Linked DNA regions of Bos taurus: region 2 is linked to region 1. Evidence: chromatin contacts called from public Hi-C data. All regions are on one chromosome and are shown on one strand. The core of a region is the stretch at or near the end of the contact, and the rest is flanking DNA. Distances in the headings are between cores, read along the strand shown.

What was found. A called contact is a pair of places that touch in the nucleus more often than the background predicts.
Region 2: a Hi-C map of an unstated tissue shows a contact between it and region 1, with 2.8 times the contacts expected there. The contact joins two enhancer-like sites. A contact is called at or near these places in 2 of 11 Hi-C or Micro-C datasets (skin fibroblasts and an unstated tissue).

Annotation. Positions count from the first base shown.
Region 1 is chr13:17,945,936-17,949,899 of ARS-UCD2.0, forward strand. It overlaps PDSS1 (decaprenyl diphosphate synthase subunit 1), which reads right to left. Exons shown (of 11, transcript NM_001100331.1): 3 at 3,082-3,202; 4 at 89-219. Among named protein-coding and RNA genes, the nearest start is that of PDSS1, 8.9 kb to the right of the region's middle. Within about 2 kb of position 2,301, at least 16 of the 102 cell types and tissues checked have an H3K27ac peak or open chromatin away from gene starts, as enhancers often do.
Region 2 is chr13:18,079,031-18,083,117 of ARS-UCD2.0, forward strand. No RefSeq gene overlaps it. Among named protein-coding and RNA genes, the nearest start is that of APBB1IP, 15 kb to the left of the region's middle. Within about 2 kb of position 2,326, at least 20 of the 102 cell types and tissues checked have an H3K27ac peak or open chromatin away from gene starts, as enhancers often do.

The sequences.
Region 1 (3,964 bases), core at 1,051-3,550:
CAGACACAAGTACCAAGAAAGTAAACGGTAACCTTGGGAAGGAAGGTTTGCCGAATAGAAAACAGAGGAGAGAACGTAAGTAACTCACCGGGCGTTATTGTGATGAATGTTACAGGCTCGGGCCATTAGCACCACAATAATTGGTCGAAAGGCTTTTCCTTTTCCATCAAAATGGTATTCAGACATTTCCCTGAGTTCTGCTGTAGATATGAAGAGCTCCTGAAACAAAGTTTCTCTGCATCAACAGGGTGGCATAACTACACAAAACGTCAGTGGAATTTCTTTCACACAGCTTTGATTTTAGTGCATTCATTTCAACGGGGAAATCCAACACTTGGTAGGAAGAGGTGCCGACACCATGTGGCCACAAAGCTGGCTCCTGCGGCTGGGCCTCAGGCAGCGCCTGGCCACCCCCGCCAGGGGCCTAAGTGCTGGGTGGGCCTGCCGCTGGCGGAGACCCTGTGCGACCGCGGAGGAGGGGGATCGCCAGATGGCTGGTGACAGCTGGAGAGGGAGGGAAACAGGGCTGCTTGCAGCCTGGAGGGTGGAGGCAGGAGGACAAAGAGGCGGGGTGCAGGGGAAGCAGAAGGTGGGGGGGGGGTGGCAGACGAGATGAGGAGAGAGAAGGGCAGCGTCAGCATCTGGCTTAGGTGTTTCTCAGCCACACAAGCCAAAGGTTCACAGGGAAAGTGTACCACACGCTATGCATGATTGCAAGGAGCTTACGATGGCATTAGGGAAGCAAAATTTTTTAAAATATGAAATATTCAGTGAGTGATACAGTGGCAACTTGAACAATGGCCGTATGTTAAATGCATTAAGGGTCAAAGAATGGAGAGATCAGTGTGGACGAGGAAATTTGAGCAGTTCACGGAGGAGACAAGCTATGCCTGGCGAACAGAAGCTCAGGAGGATTTTTGCTTCCTGAAGAGGAGGGAGAGCTGTCCTGGGGATGGGCACTTGTGTGTCCTGTCTCTCTCAGGGACTTGCTGGGAAGAATCAGAGCTTGTGTCCCAGGAGCAACAGACGGGCCCAGCAGCCCTTCACAGGGCTCAAGCGCACACGATCCAGCAGGCCCGGCACTCCCCCGTCGGTGCCAAGGATGATAATAAACGCAGAGGTTTCAGAGATAAATGGGACAGCCTCTCGTCTACACGGAGCTCAGAGTCTAGGCAGGGGAAGGGAAACAGGACTGCAGTGTAGTGTGGCAGGGTGAGGACTCCTGTCCTGGAGCTGAGAGCTGCTGCCCGGGAGCACACAGGAGGCACCTCTGGCTCAGGCTGAGGCAAGAGCCGGGGCAGTGGGGTGACAGAAACCCAGGGCTGGAGAATGAAGGCCAGATTCCGAGGAGGGACTTCCCTGAGGGTCCAGTGGATAAGAACCTGCCTGCCAATGCAAGGACACCGGTTTGATCCCTGGTCCGGGAAGATCCCACATGCCTCGGAGCAACGAAGCCTAAAAACCACAGCTACTGGATCCTGTGCACCTAGCACCCGGGCTCTGCAAGAGAAATCACCACAAAGAGTAGCCTGGGCACTACAGCTAGAGAGGAGCCCCTCTGCTTGCCGCAACGAGAGAAAAACTCTCGTGCAGCAACAAAGATCCCACACAACCAAAAATAAATAAAAACAACTTTCAGGAGAGAGAGAGAGAGAGATGAGATGAGGAGGGTATGGAGGAGAAGGAGAGTGCCAAGTCGAGGATCCTCCCCAAGGTCCTGGGTGATAACTTTGCATCAACAGGATAAACAAGAGAAAAAACAATTTGTAGGAAAAAGCGGAGCTTCAGATCTGCCAGTGTGAAACAGCGATGGACACTCCATAGAGCTGCCCAGGGAGCAGGCAAGAGTTTAGGAGAGAACATTCAGTCTGGGCTAGAGCCAGTACATGGGAGTCTTTAGCACGGAAACGGGGAAACTGAAGACAGAGCAAGAAGAGGAGCAAACAACCCCAGGGAACAGCTGGAGGGGACGGAGAGGGGCCCAGGAAGCCGACTGAAGCATGGCCTGAGAAACACAAGGGCAGTGCAGAAGCCAAGGGCTGGGCTTCGAGGAAGGGCTGTGGGCAACAGGGTCCAATGTTCAGAGGGTCTGGAAGATTCAAGCCAGCAGTGCCTGTCGGATTTAGTAGAAGGGGGCAAAGGCAGTTTCAGGTGAGAGGCTGATAGGAAGGCAAAGGGCGGTGGTGGAGCCGTGATGAGGGGGCAGAACAGAGAGAGAGAGGCTGGCAATACTGGAGCGGAACCGGGAGGACAGAGGGTGAGGGGATGGTCCTTTAAATGATGAACAGGAAGAAGCTGGAGCATCTGAAATGGATCCAGAGGAGAATCAAGAGGGCAAGTCTGCAGACCTTCACGGAGAACAGGGAATTGGGGGAGAAGAACCTAGGGCTCCAGGGGGGAGGCAAAGGGCATGGGACTTAACCAGACACAGGGCCAACGCTGGAGGAGGCAGGCACTGCAACGGCCGGGGCAGGCGTTCAGGGAGCTCCTCCTCCACAGCTTCTGCATGGCTCCTCGGACAGGAAGTGCTGGTGCCATGCGGACAGCAGAGTCGGGCGGGGGCTGGCGGGGGAAAATGCAGAACCTTGAAAGGGGAAGGAAGCTGACCAGGGGAACATGAGCATCTTGGGCAGCAGAGGAGAATCCACGTGAGGCTGGGGGCCACTGAAAATTTGGGCAACAGAATGCCTGATGAAGAAAGTCCTGTAGGGGGCATCCCAGCACTGATATTCAGAACTGGAGAGGAGGACAGTGGCAGGAGGCACTGGAGGCTTCAGAGCCGCACCAGGCCCAGTGCAGGGGGCCGATCTGGGGGGAAGAGTCAGAGGACTCTGTGCACATGCACTTGTGGCTGGAACCTTCTCTTTTTTCAGTTTCCCATTCCTGCCATCGCCCGCCTCCGGGCGGTGACTTGTATCGCATCTTCCACACTGCCCCATACTCACGGCTCAATAAACATTTAAAACCAGACATTTGGGAATCAGGTCTGCAATGGCATGGCACACATGGGAAAACCTGCACTGTTTTTTCATAATTCAAAGAAATCAACCTAACTTCACAGTATTGTCAAAAATCTCTTACCTTCCTGATGTCCTCATAGAGACCTTTCAAGTCTCTCCAGCCAATCTTAAAAGGGTCGGTGTACTTCTCACCGCTCAGTGTTTCACTGAAGCAGCAAGCTACTGGCGTCGTGTGATGGAACCTAAGCAGAAATGCACACAATGGAAGACTGGGCACTGTTTTACCGAGTTACTTCATTTTAAAGTAAGAATTACACAGACCTGGAGGATGGCAAATTGAAGCCTAGACACTTGCTGGGAATTAAGCATGAATGAAAAAAGGTCATTATAATTTCAAAGATCATATAAAATTCTGATCCTGCTCAACACTACACCAATTTTCATAACCAGGACCTAGGGAGCCACAAAATGAAAAGAAATATAAACCATGTTCACTGTGTTCTGACTTTAAAATTTTTTTTAAAGGTCAGATTTTTTTTTTTTTTTTGGCTATGCTGGGTCTTCAGTTGCTGTGAGGGCTTTTCTCCAGGTGCAATGTATCAGGTTGGCAGTGCAGTGGCCTCTCTACCTGCAGAGCATGAGCTCTAGGGTGCACAGGCTCAGCAGCTGCAGCACAAAGGCTCACTGGTTTCCGCTTCTGGGCTCTAGAGCGCGGGCTCAGAACTTGTGGTGCATAGCTTAGTTGCTCTGAGGCGTATGGGATCTTCCCCAATCAGGGATCGAATCAGGCGGATTCTTTACCCTGAGCTACCAGAGAAGTCCAAGTTTAAATTTTATTTTACAGTTGGGCCTCTCTGTCTACGGGTTCCACATCTCTGGATTCAAACCACCTCATTTTGAAAATATATATGTGTGTGTGTATATTTAATTCCAGAAAGTTTCAAAAAGCAAAATTTGAATTTACCATGCTTAGGCAACTATTTGGCTAGCATTTATATTAGGTA
Region 2 (4,087 bases), core at 1,076-3,575, 130 kb after region 1:
GCTGCCTCTGTTGTCAGTCAAACCCAGTTACTCTTGTCCCCCTCTTTTGCTCCTCACTTTCTGGGACTCTAACTGTGTGTTAAGTGTTTCTGCTGTCTTACATGTATCTCTTATGCTATTTCTGTAATTTTGAATCCTATTTTTTCTTTCCGTGCTTTAATCTTCTGAGCTGTGTTCTGGTTCACCTGTTTGTGATCTACCGTTAAACCCAATTGATTTTGCTCATCGTTTCAGTTCTAGCATTTCCATTTGGTTCTTTTAAAAAAAGAGTTTCCAGTTCTCTACTGAGATTTTTCCATCGTATCATCTAATTTCTTGAACATATTAATCATAGCTATTTTTTCCCAGCGTTCTGGAAATATAATCAACATATAACATTTCGTAAATTGAAGGCGTGCAGTATAATGATTTATACACATATATCTGCAAAATGATTACCACACTAAGGTTAGTTAACATATCCTTTACCTCACATGGTTATCATTGTGGTGGTCTTGTGGCGAGAAAATTTAACCTCTCCTCTTACAGATATTTTCAAGTATATAATACAGGATTGGTAACTGTAGCACCATGCAGTACATAGTTCCCCAGAGCTTACTTATCCTATACCTGGAAGTGTAGACCACCATTCTCTTCTCTGTTTCTATGAATTTAATGTTTTTGGATTCTATATATAAGGGAGATCATGCAGTAATTGTCTTGCTCTGTCTGACTTGCCCTCAAGGTTCATTTTTGTTGTTGCAAATGGCAGGATTTTCTTCTTTCTCATAGATAAATTCTATTTTTTCTCTTCCCTTATATCTATCTATGACATTTTCTTTACCCATTCATTAAATCAGTAGACACTTAAGTTGTTTCATGTCTTGGCTATTGTCAAAAATGCTGCAGTGAACACGGCAGTGTAGATACGTCTCCGAGATAGTGATTTCATTTCCTTTGGAAATACACCCAGAAATGGAATTGCTGTAGCATAGGGTAGTTCTAGGGGCTTCCCAGGTGGCGCTTGTGACAAAGAACCTGCCTGCCAATGCAGGAGACGTAAAAGATGCAGGTTCAATCCCTGGGTCGGGAATATCCCCTGGAGGAGGGCATAGCAACCCACTCCAGTATTCTTGCCTGGCGAATCCCCATGGACAGAAGAGCCTGGTGGGGCTACAGTCCTTATGGTCGCAGAGTTGGCATGACTAAAGTGACTTAACACACACACACAGGGCAGTTCTATTTTTAATTTTTTTGAGGAACCTCCATACTATTTTCCATACTGGTTGCACTGTACATTCCCAACCAACAGTGCACAAAAGTTCCCTTTGCTTCACATGCTCATTAGCATGTTATCTCTTGTCTTTTTCATAATAGCTGTTCTAGCAGGCGTGAGACATTTCCTCATCGTTTTGATTTGCATTTCCCTGATTAGTGATGTTTATATTTTCATGTACTTTTGGGCCATTTGTATATCTCCTTTGGATAAATGTGTATTCAAAGCCTTTGCTCATTTTTAACTTGGGCTGTTTAATTTTGCTGTTGTGTAATCTCTTCATGTATTTTGGGTATTAACCCCTTATCGTTTCCCTATGTGGAAACTTTTTCCCTTTGATGTAGTTTCATTTGTTGAATTTTGCTTTTGTTGTTGGTGCTTTTGGTGTCCAAATCAAAACATTTATTGCCAAGACAGATGTCCAGATTTTTCTCCATGTTTTATTCCAGTTTTGTGGTTTCAGTTTTTACACTTGAGTTAATTTTTTGTAAAAAAAGAGGTTGAATTTCATTCTTTTGCATGTGACTATCCAATTTTCCCAACACCATTTATTGAAGCTTGCCCAGTGCAGGGGGAGATTGTGGCCCCAAGTCCCGTGATGGTCGTTAGCTCAGGCTGCTGGGCTCCACAGCACGGACAACTGTGTGGTCCTTGACGAGCACTGCAGGAGGAGGGGAGGAAGGTCTACAGAGGCTGCAGGGCTGGTGGGGTCCTCAGCAGAGCCTCCAGGCTCCGTGGACAGGGGCGAGGGCAAGCAGCAGGGGGGTAGGGGGGTGGGGGAGGTTGGGGTGCGGCACTGGAGGCATGGGCACATGCTCAGCTGTGGTGGCCAGCTGCAGGTGCCTGTGGAATGGAAGCCAGTGACATCTGCGAGGAATCTCTTTAGTAGTGAAGGCTGCTGGGTTTGTCTCCAAGACAGGTCACTGAGAACCCATGATCATTTCTGCCACGTGTCTGCTGCTGGTAGCCTCCTGATTTTGTTGTTCCTAGTTGTCTGTATATATCTCAGCTTTGCCAGCCTCTGGTTGTGGTAAAACTGAATGCGGTCTTTCTATGGGGCTAAGAGAGACTGGGAAGCTGGTTGCTCACCCTGCTCTTCCTCTTCTTGTGAGGGGAACTGCTTCTAACTGGGGACTTCTCTCTCTCGATGCAAAGCTGGCTTGGGGGATGGGATGATGTGGGCAAAATGAGCTGTCTTCCTTCCCTTTTTGTGTGGTTATTCTCAGGTTTTTTGGTTCTGCTGTGTTACTAAAGTTTCTTAAGTGAACTCCAGAGCTCTCCCAGGGAGTGTGTTTGTGCGTAGCTAATGGATCTTTGTTGGGATATGGCGACTTAGGGTCCCCACACTCCACCATCTTGGTGACATCATTCTCCCTGATAGATGCTTAAATATATGTAACATATACACACGTATTAGATACATGAAAAGAAAGCTACCTCCCTTTCTCATACCATAAACAGAAATAGTAAAGGTTTAATATTAGAAAACAATAAAGAATTACAATGATATTTTGGAGAGTAAATTTGAAACGGGAAAAATCCTCCAAACAGACCAAAAATCCTAGTAATCAGAGAGGTATGTTTTTTAACATATATATTTTTTAAAGTTTATGGCAAAAAAAATGATAGACAAAATTGAAGGATGGACTGGAAAATATATTTTCAATAGATACGACAGACAAAACTATTAATATCCATAATAATAATTTCTCTGAATAAGAAATAGAAAACATAGGGGCAAAGGTGACTCACTGAAGATAAGATTTGTATGAAAAGATACTCAAACTGACTAGAAGTCAAGCTGGTAAAAGTTAAACAAGGAGTGTGTGTGTATATGCATATTTATATATATTCTTTGTATTTTTTGGCTGTGCCTCACAGCACATGGGATCTTAGTTCCTTCACCAGGGATTGAACCTGGGCCCCCTGCATTGGGAACACAGTCTTAGCCCCTGGACTGCCAGGGAAGTCCCAGGAGTTAAAGCAATAATTCAACAACTATTTTTAAAATTATAAAGAAATGTTCTGATGTCAGGTGGGTGCACGTTATATCGGCTCTTTTCAGAAGGAATATTTGATAATGTGTATATTTTACAAAGTGCTAACAATCATTAAATTAACTATAAATCATGTAATTGGCAGGAAAAAGAAAGGAAGGGGAAGGATCACGTTGTGTGCCGCTGTGCTGCAGAAAGCGGATGTTCTCTGCCTTTGCTTCTGGAGGTAGTAAAGTGCCGTGCCTTTTCTGAATGTAATCTGACCGCATCTACCAAAAGAAAAAAAATTCATTCTCTTTGGCGGAGGAGTTCCACCTTAGAAATCTGTCTCATGGAGATAGTGGCATAGAAAGCCGTATGTTCCTGGATATTTGGTAACAGCTTTGTTTGTAGTGGCAAGCAAACAAAAAATGATTAAGTTGTCAGTTACTGAATGACTAATTTAGAAGGATGTTCAAAAGCTGGAGAGCAGGGAAAATACTGATATGGACCCGTGTTGTGTGACCTTGGTTCTGTAGCAAACACTGTAGGGGAGGGAGTGCCTCGACCTTGATTTCAGGATTTTACAAGGTCTCCTCCTTTCTCAGACTTTTCTACGTGAAAATGTTTAGGTGTTTGACTTCATCATTATCTGCTCTGCTTTGCTTAGGTATGGAGTTCAGAAATTCTTTCTGATAGAGGAAAGATTGCCTGGATGAACAGTTAAATAACCCTGGGGCCTTGTACGTGCTAAACAGAATGTGATTTACCTCTACAACATTTTTGTGTGTACTGATATATAATTTATATAACTTGGTGTATCGATATATACGATATTGGACATAGATATGATATA